4 separate regions of the Sus scrofa genome follow, and all the other regions are linked to region 1. The links are chromatin contacts, called in public Hi-C and HiChIP or PLAC-seq maps. All regions are on one chromosome and are shown on one strand. Each heading gives the region's core, a stretch centred on a gene start, on an enhancer-like site or on the middle of the called end of the contact. The rest is flanking DNA. Distances are from core to core; before and after follow the strand shown. Region 1 holds the start of CBLL1 (E3 ubiquitin-protein ligase Hakai). Region 2 holds the start of ATXN7L1 (ataxin-7-like protein 1). Region 3 holds the start of SYPL1 (synaptophysin-like protein 1). Region 4 holds the start of NAMPT (nicotinamide phosphoribosyltransferase).

Region 1 (2,687 bases), core at 68-2,567:
GAGGCTTGGATCCTGCGTTTGTGGTGTAGTCTGGCACCTATAGCTCTGAATCAACCCCAGCCTGGGAACTTCCATGTGCTGCCAGTGTGGCCTTAAAAAAAAAAAAAAAAAAAAAAAAATTCTGTGTGCTCTCCCACATGTTGTACTGTTTCCAACAATAAACTTTATACCTTTAAAATCTCTGCTTTCAACAAGGAGCAAGAATCAGGGCAATTCTGCTTTCAGCCTCTGCTAGTCTAGTGGCTGGGATTCCCGGTTTTCATCCAGGCTGCCCAGGTTCAATTCCTGAGCGGAGAATTAAAGATTTTGCTCCAAGCCATCACTCACTGCTGTCTCCATGAGATCAAAAGTACTTCTCTAAAAGATCAATACGATAATCTCTGATCTAGGAACTCTGGCATTGAAAGCCTGAATAACACGAGGTAATGCTGTCGTCACCCAGAGACAACAAGAATAGAACCCAAATCCCTGGACTCCCAGCTTGTGTTTTCCACTAATTGCACTCCTTTCTACTCATCCAAGACCGTCAAGTGTGAAAGGGTGGAGAAGGGAGTGAACACAGATGCGCCAGGGCCTGGAAGTGGAGACCCAACTGAAGGCCCTCAGGAATCCCTCTTGGGCACCTGCCTTTTGTTTCAGCTGAGGACGATGAAAGCGGCAGCAACCACGAACCCCCGGGACCAAGAACTGGAACTAGGTACTGCCCATGCTGCTATCTCTTCCTCATTTAAGCCTTTCCTCTTTCACCTCTCCCCTACGGCCAGCCCTAACATGCTCTCCTCACCCTCAGCTCCACCATGCACTTGAGTCCCCGCTTTCCTCTAACAAGAAGCGGCTGCATGGCACCTGCCCTCCAGCTGGCCCTGCATCCAGTCCTTAGGCGGGATGTTCGGAGGGATCCTAGCCCCACAAGCGTTCTGCCTAGAAAATGAATGCTCATCAAGCGTTAGAAATGGGTGGGAATCAGGGCTGATACTCAAGTCAGCTCTGCGTGGATCTCTGCAGTTCTTCACGACAAAGCAAAATGTAGACAGTAAGCATAGAGCCTTTCTTGCTTTGCTGAGAGCCTCACACAGCTCCACCTTCCCCCGGGCATCCTCCCACTGGAGAACGCCTTGCGCAGAGCTCGTGTTTACAGTTTTCCTGGCCGTGGGGGAGGAGACCTCCGCTCGCGGACTCAGGGGGATTCCAAACCGTTACTCCGCCCGCCGGGGTGGGGCCAGCCTAACGGCCGAGCCTGCGCAGTGGGCCCGGCCGGCTCCAGTGTCGCGGCGCACTACATATCCCAGAAGGCAAAGCTCTGCGGAGCGGGCGGCCGCTTTACCTGCCGCGAGCTTAGTTCTGTGGCTACTGCTGCTCCCCTCCTCCTAGGTTCCGGTCGGTCTCCATTCCACAGTTAAAGGCTACTCCCTCTTGAAGCACATGAGAGGAAGCTTTAGCAGTCTCGACAGTGTAGCCTTTCGCGTACTCGCTCTTTCTCTCTCGCTCTGCCTGAACTATGCCTGACTCTCTCACCGGAGTCGGCTAGCCAAGGAGAGAGGAAGACGTCTTTAAGGGCCCCAGCCTGGGCGAGCTGGTCGCACTTCCGCCTCTCGGGCTCCGGAAGGTAGCGCGCACGCGCTCCCTGCGACTCCGGCGCCGTTGACTTCCGCTCCCACTGTGCCCCGCGAGCCGAATCATGGATCACACTGGTAAGGAGGCGGAGGCAGTGGGGGTCCCGGTTCCATGCCCCCTTGGCCGGCCTGGGACTGGTCGCCCAGCCGGCATAGAGGGGTTACGCTCGCCCCACAGCACTGAGGTGTCGCGGGGAAAAAGAAATCTCACAGACCCTTTTCCGTGTCCGGCCAGGGCCTGCTACTTCCCGGCCTACCCTCCGGTGTGGTACCTACAGCCTCAGTGCCGGCAACAGCCGTTCCTTTTCTGTTTCTGCTAAGCTCCGAGCTGGGACAGCGGGCGGCGCAGGCCACGCGGGGAGGAGAGAGCGCCGGCTCTTTTTTTCCTCATTCTGGGTGCCGTGCCCTACGTTATGGGGACTGGCGGGTAGATTCCAATCTCGGAGTCGGGGAAGCCTCATTGAACTGGGAGTCGTTGCGCGAGAGTGGATTGGAGACTTCCTGCTGTCTCAGTCAGCTTTGGGCGGGTGCTGCGGTGGTCACCGCTTGGTCTTTCATGGACTAGAGGTGGGAGAAGGGAGTCGGATATGGTTTTCGGAATCATACCGGGAGCAGCTTTTCTGCTTAAGCCAAAAGCGTGCCCCGCTCTTCGGCTGTGGTCCTTAACCATCAATCTTGAGCTTAAAATCAAGATACTCTCATCCTTTTCTCCAAGTAAGAATGGCTCCACTCTTTGTTGTGTGTCTTTTGGCTTTTGCTTCCTTGTGTTTTTTGGATATTGAATGAGTACCTTTGGAGTTAGACACTGCTCCGTATGGTTATATCTAGGCTTAGAGAAGGCTTTTTCCAGTATTAACTATTAGTCGGGATGTCCTCTGTCATCAGCTACCTACTTAATTTTGTACGTGTATCTTACACACACTCTTCAAGGCCTGAAGATGGAATGGTAAACAAGATACACTGAGTCTATGTTCTTTTTGAGGTTAGGTACTGTTGGGAAAGACATAATAAGTTTTAAAAAAAAAAACCCAAAACTTAAATATTTACAGATTATGATTGCTTTAAAGAAAATAA
Region 2 (2,687 bases), core at 136-2,635, 1.5 Mb before region 1:
AGTGCTCCCCTTCTGTGCAGAAGGCCCTGCATGGTGGTGCCTTTTAGCCCATGGTGTGTGTGTGTGTGTGTGTGTGTGTGTGTGTAAAATATCTTTCCAAACTCAATGCATGAGGCTGAACAACGGCTCCCTCCAGCCTGGCCTGGAGAGCACCAAGTCTAGAGGGAATGAGTTCCAGTCTTTCCAGTAATAAGCTGTGTGACCTTGGGAAAACTGTTCAACCTCTCTGGGACTCAATGCTTTTGTCTGTAAAAAGAAGCACAGGACTCCCTGCCTGTCTGCTTTCTGGATTTGTGGTGAGCATCACAAGAAATCATGTACCTGAGTGTGCTGGGTAAACTCTAAAGTGATATGCACCTCCCTCAGCCTTGCTGTGACTGAAATGTGGAGTCCCACTAGAAGGAATTGCCCTGAGGCTTGTGTATATTTAGGTCAATCAGGGGTTAAAATTCCTGCTCCCCTCAACAGGCTCTGAAAACCCTCCACTGTTCCAGAAGCATTATTCTGCAAGGCCTAGCCCTCCCCTTCCTCCAAAGGGCCAACAGGTGAGAAGCTGGGGGAGTGGAGGAGGAGCGGGGTGAATGGCTGAGAGAACAGATGCTTCTGGAGGGCGGGGCTCACCTTGTCGCCCCCCTTCTGGGGCAACAGCCGCAGGAGAAGGCCTTACCCCCAGCTAAGCGTGAGCCCTGCAGATGTGCCATCCGCTCTCATCATGGTGACAGATGTAACCCTAAAAACCAAGAAGGCCCCTGCCCCGACAGGCTCAGCTGGCTTCCTGCCCTCCTTCTGGAGGGAAGTGATCAAGGATTCCTAGTCGCTCAGGAAAAGAAAACTCTCATTTATCGGCCCCCTCCCGCTTGCCATATGTTCCTCGGTTTAACGCACCCATCCATCCGCTCTGTGAAGTATTAGCCACATTTTACACCCGAGAAAGCTGAGCCCTGAAGAGGCGGGGACACGCAGCTCCAAGAGGAACCCGGATTCGTGGGCCCCAAAGCCAGCTCTGACCAGGGCTCTTTATTAACCAAGCGATAAATACTGCTTAAGTACCTGTTCGTCCAGGAACCGCTGAGGACCTGAAACCTGCAGGAGGCAAGGCGAGGCCTCCCGGGCGGCAGGCAAATCTAGGTGGGGGCGGGTGGCGCCCTGCAGGGGGTGTTTCTCCGTGCTCTTGGCAATGGAGACGGCGAGGACCAGGGCGAGAGAGCGGTCTGAGTCATCCCAGCCAAAGCTCTCTGAGGCTCGGAGGGTCCAAGTGGGCCCTGGGGACCGTGAGTCACTAACTCATGCTCTGATGAGCAAACTAGTTAGTTGAGCCAGCCCTTGAACTGCTAGCCCAGGGATCTTGCTACACTCACCACGTGCGAGCTGAGGCCTGAAGGGCTGAAGTGGGCGTGGTTGTCGCCACTGAAAGACCCAGCGCCTGAGGCTCCGCCTCCCACCCGAGTCTGCGCAGATCTGCTCCAGCAGAGCCCGAGCCCTCTGGTGAGCAGCTGTTTCCATTTTTCCCCCCCGCGGCCTGGGTTCTGGGAGCCAGGCCAGCATTCAGAGCCATTTCTCTCCCTTTCGTTTTTGTAAAAGAGAAAAACCGCCCAGGGCTGCCAGAGCCTGAGCTTGCTCCTGGGTGGCCACCACTTGGCTGGACTGGAGGGGACGCCTCCTGGGAGCCCCCATTTTCTCTGGGTCTGGCCATCTGGGACCTTCCCATCCAGAAACTTGTGGAATCCACTCTCCTGTAGCCCTTGTCCTCACGGGGCTCCCTCTTTGCAGTCTTGACCCCTGCCCTTTGTTCTAAAAGCAAGAAGTGTTACAGAAGCAAACTGGGGTCCAACTGCCTCCAGGCAGTAAAGCCATTCTATTGACAGGGGGTCGTGGTAGAGGAAAGTACCGGCTTTCCATTGTGAGGCACCAGGCAAGGGTCCAGGGCATCTAATGCTCAAAACCCCCAAACTCCTGGAAGAGTTCAGGGAAGCATTTTGAAAGGCAAGTTGAGGGGTTGCAGGGTATGTGGTCAGCTTGTGCACGAGATTCTCTGATTGGTTGATGGTGAGTGAACAGGATGGTGTCACAGGGGTTAACATTACCAATCCTTAGGCTCCAGCCAGACTGGGGACTATGTGCTCATGGTCATCACATAATTAACTTCTTCCATTTGGTGGGGGTTTTAGCATAGCTCAGGAAATGTGCACCAGATACTGTTATCTAGGTACTTGGGGGAGGAACTAAAGATTCTGTGACTGCCATATGGCTGATTTGCTATTTAAATTGTTACCACTTCTCCTGGCCCAACTGCTACTTTTGTCAGATATGTTCACATCCTTCCAATTGTTAATTCTCATAGAGTTCCTGCTGGGGCACAGTGGGCTAAGGATCTGGCATTGTCTCTGCAGTGGCTCAGACGCAGGTAGCTGCAGAGGTGTGGATTTGATCCCTGGCCTGGTGCAGTGAGTTAAGGATCCAGCATTGCCACAGCTGCAACTCAGATTCTATCCCTGGCCCAGGAACTTCCATATGCTGCAGGTGTGCCCACCCCACCCTCAAATTAATTCTTGAGCCAGGCTTTTATGACTCAAGGGAGACCTGGGACACTATGGCTTTTATACAAACAAGAGGCAGGCAGAGGGCATTGGGAGGGGGGTGGTCCTGGGAGGGCCCCATAGGGTCCTGTTTAGTTACAGCAGTCTGAC
Region 3 (2,687 bases), core at 97-2,596, 1.5 Mb before region 1:
GAGAAACATAGGAAACTTTGGGTAGGAAGGAGATCAGACTGAGTACCCAATTAGAAAAGTTGAGTTTCCGTGTTACTTTAAGAAACATCCTCGGCAGGTTATTTAAAACGGGGAATCAGAAGTTCTTACCCTTCACCAGTTTATCACTAAAATATGGGGTTGAAGAGTTACGGACGTAAATACGGCTAGCTGTAAAAGCAACTTGCCTGCACGCTGTACAGACGCCAGCTGCCTATTAATACAGGCCTAAAAACCAGCCCTGGAACACGGGCTAGGCCACGAAGTCTGAAGGTAATGTGCAGTGCCTGGTGCATTCACTAACTCCTCCGCAGTGACTGATCATTACCAAGGTCGAAGTAATAAATCTCCTTTGATGTTAATGATTGAGAGTGTTCCCTGACTGCAGGATGTTGCTGGGAAATACCCCAAATAAATTTGATGGCGATTCCTAACTTGTGTTTAAGTGGATCAGACTATCAAGAACACGTTTTGTTCAAAGACCCTCTCCCCTACTCCCCTACCCCCGTCCGCTTCCCTGACCCACAGTTTACTTTTATCCATATTTAACTTAGAGGCAATCTTAAAAGCAAATTAACTGAGAGCTCGTCAAATCACTTTGGGAAGGCGCACTAGCTTTCGAAGGAGCGTGGCCTCAAGTTAGCCCAGGGCAGCAACACACAGGCTGACCCTTTCCACCCGGGTACAGAGGCACCGCCGGCCGCAAAGCGACTTCGGTCCGTCGGGTTTCGGTTAGACCGCAACAGGAAGTTTTCTCTTCCCTTGCGGGAAGCAGTGAAGCCAAAGAGAAATTTGAAGCACCACTCCCCCGGGACACCGAGGTGAGCTTGGGTGTGGGAGGGCGGCTCCCCCCGGCCGGACGCAGCCGAGGCACCCGTGATTCGTCGCGACCGCATCGTCCCCGCCCCGCGCGGGCCCAGGCCGCGGCCACCGTCCCCTCCCCGTGCGTGCAGTCCCGACCCTTCCCGTCCCGTCCCGGGGACGACGGCAGCTTAGGGGTCCGCCCGGGCGGGGCGGCGTCTGGGATCCCGGGGCGCCGCCCCGCCCCCGCCACCTCCCAGCCGAGGGCGCTGGCCGGCTGTAGTGGCAGCAGGAGCGGGCGCGGAGGCGCGATTCCCCGCCTCGCCGGAGCGGGCTGCACTCACCAATTCGAGGACTTTGATGAAGCCGAGCGGCTCCTTGAGCGGGTTGAGGTTGAGCTGGAAGGAGGACATCCTCTGAGGGAAGGAGGGAAAGAGTCAGGACGGCGGACAGGAGGAGGAGGGGGACGGACGAGACCAGCAGCCAGGCCGCGAGGAAGGGCAGGCGGGGCGGGCTCCGGGAGGCGGGCCTGGGAGGCGGCCTGGGAGGCGGACCTGGGAGGCCGCGGGGCGGGGCGGCGGCGGTTGAGCCGCTGGCCGAAGCGCTGGGGCGGAGAGAAGGAGGGGCGGCCGCGGGAGGCGGGGGCGGGGCAGGGGCAGGGAAGGGGCGGTGCCTCCCTGGGCCTCACCTGGCCCAGCCGGCTGATCCTCTGGCGAACCAAGTAGATGTTGGACGCCATGCTGCTTGCGCCGCGCCCCCTTCCCTCAAGTCCTGCCCCCGGCGTTCGGGTTTCTGTCGCGCATGCGTGCCCCCACCCTGCGCCTGCGTAGCGGGGGCCGTTACCTCGCGCCCAGCCCAAGTTTCCGCTTCGTGGTCTCACCACCTCGCCGTACCAAGTTCTTTTCCTCCGGCTTACCGCCACAGTTCCCAACTTTTAGGTGGATTTAAAAAAATATTGACACAGATGAAGCCGCATTTCAAGGCTGGTGTTAGGGACCTGTTGTCAAACTGGTGGAAAGTTATTGCAGAACAACGGACTTTGAGCGACAGAAGTGTAGGGTATCTCTGTCAGAAGCGTCATTCACCAAATATTCTTATGGAAATTAACTTTGTCAAAGCCATCTTTGGAGTTAGGCTTGAGAGATGTAGGAGAAAGGTTATACCTACCAGAAAATGGCTTACCCACCTGTCCTACCCTGTCCATTAAGTTCTCCGCGTGGGAAGCTCTTGGAGTCTTTCTACGGAAGACTAATTCCTGCTTTCCCTTCAAGAGTCGCCTTGGGTGACACTTCCTGGCATCCAGTTATCCGAGCCCCGAAGTAATGATCTCCTTACTGCCTTCCCCCAAATCTAGGAAGATTGGAGAGCTGGAATGCTGGCGGCTTGGCGTGTATGGTAAGATGGCTAACACCATGTAGCAATACATGGAGAAGAAAGGAATTTCGCACAGTAGAATCTCCTACCAACGTCTGAGCAGTGATCTATGAATTAGCAGGTTCCTTGCGATTGAAGTCATTCCGCTCTTATTGACTGTCTTTCTAGGAAGCTAATCCTTTCTCATCTGAGACTGGTTTACCTACTTACTTGCTTCCCAGAGAGTGCAAAGAATGTATTTCAATTTTCTGGTCCACACTCTTACTCTTTTTATCCTGACTTCCACTTCTCAGTCCTCAGCACAGCCTTATTTATGTTCAGTGGGCACCTAGTGAATGATGGCAGATTCCTCTTTCTAAACAAAAAGGCATCAGAGATGCCCCTCAAGGCAGAATCAGTGGAAAGTAACATACATTGGTACCCAGTGCATCTGAGACCACTGGTAAGTGATAATCCAAGTTTTTCTGCTTACTCTTTTATTTTATTTTTTTTAA
Region 4 (2,687 bases), core at 132-2,631, 1.3 Mb before region 1:
ATCTAAATTATCACAAGTAGAATATTAAATCAGCTGGAAAGAAAACAATATAAAACTTAAGTAAAATGGGATTCTCCAAAATACTTTATTGGAATTAAAAAAAAAAAAACCCAAAAACCCAAAGCAACAAAATCACAAAACCCCAAACTAAAAACGTCATGCTTTAATCACTATATTCTGAACTCTCGTGCTGTTCACAGTAAAAACTAAAATTTATTTTACGAAAGTGGGGTTTCCAAGCTGACAGCTCATCTTTTAGGTGTCCTGACTAACAAAATTTCTCAGCAAAGTATAGTCCAGTTTACTTCATATAATTTGGATACTAGGGGAAAAACCATTTGCCGGATTTGTCTCTAATCACTCTTCCCTTTTTACTAATGTACATGAGCTTCAAATAAAACGAGGTAGCTATACGTGCAAGGGTCCAATAGGTTTAGTAACACAAGGTTGTGCCGCTTTTCCCTCAACAAGTTCTCTAGGGTTAACTACAGTTCATTTAACTACTTGTGTTTCACTTTCTTTTTCACAGAAATCCTGCAGTGGTCCTAATGGGATAATGGCAGATTGGCTTTCGCAACAGGGGATATACGAAGCATGAGTGATTACCAGCAGCAAAGAAGTTTGAAACGGAGCCCAGAGGAGTGGGAAGGGGGAATCCATCAGGGTGACCAGAGACTGATAGCTAAGTGTCCTCTGCGCCCGAGCCACAGGCAGAGGAACGTGGCTGGCTGCTCCCGCACCCCTGAAGAACCTGGCCCACCCCTTCCTTGGAAAGGGACGTACCTTCCCACTTAGGGGGTGGGCTCACACGACACACCTCAGCGGGGGAAACCCCACTTCTCAAACCTCGTTCCCGGTCTCTACGGCAGAACCCTAGGGGCCGTTACCTAACTGACCCGGCTCCTCCAGCGAGCCCTCGCCCAGGCCGGCCCTGCCCTCCCCGGCCCGGGGCCAAAAGGCCGCGCTCCTGGGGAAGGCGTGCGCTCAGCCGGTGACGCCCCAGCCTGCCCGCCGCCCGCAAACCCGCACGAGCCCCCGGCGGCGGGCGCGCGGCACCGGCCCGGGCCAGCCTCAGCCCCTAGCCGCGCACCTCCGACCACGCACCCCCAGGCCCCGCCTCCTGCCGTCCATCCCTCCATCCCTCCTCCCTCCACCTCCTCGCCACTGCGGCGCCAGCCTCACCTGCCCGGTCCCGCCGCCACCGCCGTCCGCGCCTTCCCTTGGGGCCGCCTCGCGCCAAGACCCCAGCCCCGACACCCCGCCCCGCGCTCGTCCCCGACGCGCCCTCTCTTCCTCCGTCACCTGCCCCCGCCTCGAGCCTCTACCTTGTACGAGTCGGTGGCCAGGAGGATGTTGAATTCGGCTTCTGCCGCAGCATTCATCTCGGGCCGGAGTGTGGGGGCCACGCGCCGCGGGCTGCCCGGCGCGGCTGCGAGGAAGGAGAAAAATGGGCTTCACCGCGCTCCGTTGCTTAAGTCACCGCTCGGTCGGAGGGGGAGGGGGAGTGGAGGGGAAAACGGAGCGGGGAGGAGGGGCCAGAGGAGGGCGGGCCTGGGAGCCGTGACGCGGTGAGGGTGGCGGCAGTGTCGGAGCGGCGGCGGAGGCGGTAGCGCACTCACACTCAGGGGACTCCGGCGATCTCCTCACCCCGGTTCCCCGCCCCCGCCCCATCGCCCCGGCGGGGACGCTAGGGGCGGGGCGCGGCCGCGCGTGCGCAGCGTGCAGGGGGCGGGGCTGGGCGGGGAGGACGTGAGGCACGCGCTCTTTCTCGGAAACGCCCACCCCGGGAAGCCTGAGGCTGCGGGGCTGCCCTGGCCCGTGACCCCGGCGCCCGCCTGGCTTACGTCTCTCGGCCCCGCGCAGCGGGGCGGGGCCGGGAGGGGGCGTTCCCAGGCTCGCCACTCTTGCGATTAGCCGGTTCGCCTGTCCCGCTGGCACATTCCTGTCCTACCCAGTCCTGGCCCTTTTTTCAGAGTCCTCCTGAAGTCACGCCACCCGGCTGGGGGCCGAGGAGCCTCCCTCTGCTCATCTTCCCGTTCCCCTCGCGCAGTTACTCACCTTTGTCTCTGGCTTGGATTAAGGATGGAACCTTTTGCCTCCATCCCTTGAGTCCCTTCTGGTCCTCCTAACCCTCTCTTTAAAATCTGAACAGCTGAAGTGAGGAATAAAAAGAGCTGAGGAGCCGCTTTATAATCTGACGCATCGCCCTCGCTTTCCTCCGGCTCAGTGGCTGAGCCCTTTGATCCTCTTGGGGAGGTTTTGACTTTCCCCGATAAAATAGCCTGCGCCCAAAGTTGGGGGCTGAATTCAGTCCTCACAGATAATGAGAGGATAAGAACTCGCTGAATCTAATATTGCTGAGAAGTATACGGCAAAGGGCCAAGTCTTTGACAAGGTGCGAGACTGACTTTTATCATTATAATTGCTCAATCTTGGGAAACGGGTTGGCAACTTGGAAAAAAAAAGCAAAAAACGAAGTGAAACGACGTCGGATGACTTCATCCAAAGGCAAACCATCCATTTGCGCAGTTCTCATACGTGGTTGTATTTTTGAGTAAAACCAAGATTCCCTTTGTCTCTGGGATCAGCAGCTGCTTGTGTTTTTATTTTATTTTTTTAGATTTAGGTTTTACAAGATAGAAGTTGCTGGGGAAAGGGAATTTAATGAAAATTGGAAGAACTTTATA

The links. Hi-C and Micro-C count contacts between places; a contact is called where the count stands out from the background. HiChIP or PLAC-seq counts read pairs in DNA pulled down with a chosen protein or histone mark.
Region 2: an H3K27ac HiChIP or PLAC-seq map of alveolar macrophages shows a contact between it and region 1. The contact joins the promoter of ATXN7L1 here to the promoter of CBLL1 in region 1. A contact is called at or near these places in 1 of 47 Hi-C or Micro-C datasets (heart right ventricle) and 1 of 2 datasets of contacts at active chromatin or transcription factors (alveolar macrophages).
Region 3: a contact with region 1 is called in a Hi-C map of liver, with 8 times the contacts expected there. The contact joins the promoter of SYPL1 here to the promoter of CBLL1 in region 1. A contact is called at or near these places in 2 of 5 promoter capture datasets (fetal liver and liver) and 2 of 47 Hi-C or Micro-C datasets (heart right ventricle and liver).
Region 4: an H3K27ac HiChIP or PLAC-seq map of alveolar macrophages shows a contact between it and region 1. The contact joins the promoter of NAMPT here to the promoter of CBLL1 in region 1. A contact is called at or near these places in 1 of 47 Hi-C or Micro-C datasets (liver) and 1 of 2 datasets of contacts at active chromatin or transcription factors (alveolar macrophages).

The regions. Positions count from the first base shown.
Region 1 is chr9:107,454,944-107,457,630 of Sscrofa11.1, forward strand. CBLL1 (E3 ubiquitin-protein ligase Hakai) reads left to right here and starts at 1,318. Exons shown (of 6, transcript XM_003357515.4): 1 at 1,318-1,691. The coding sequence starts at 1,679.
Region 2 is chr9:105,924,250-105,926,936 of Sscrofa11.1, forward strand. ATXN7L1 (ataxin-7-like protein 1) reads right to left here and starts at 1,386. Exons shown (of 18, transcript XM_005667724.3): 1 at 1,051-1,386.
Region 3 is chr9:105,983,826-105,986,512 of Sscrofa11.1, forward strand. It overlaps SYPL1 (synaptophysin-like protein 1), which reads right to left and starts at 1,347. Exons shown (of 5, transcript XM_021063515.1): 1 at 1,164-1,347. The coding sequence starts at 1,232. LOC106504993 (a long non-coding RNA gene) reads left to right here and starts at 1,435. Exons shown (of 2, transcript XR_002335905.1): 1 at 1,435-2,635.
Region 4 is chr9:106,160,460-106,163,146 of Sscrofa11.1, forward strand. NAMPT (nicotinamide phosphoribosyltransferase) reads right to left here and starts at 1,382. Exons shown (of 11, transcript NM_001031793.2): 1 at 1,326-1,382. The coding sequence starts at 1,382.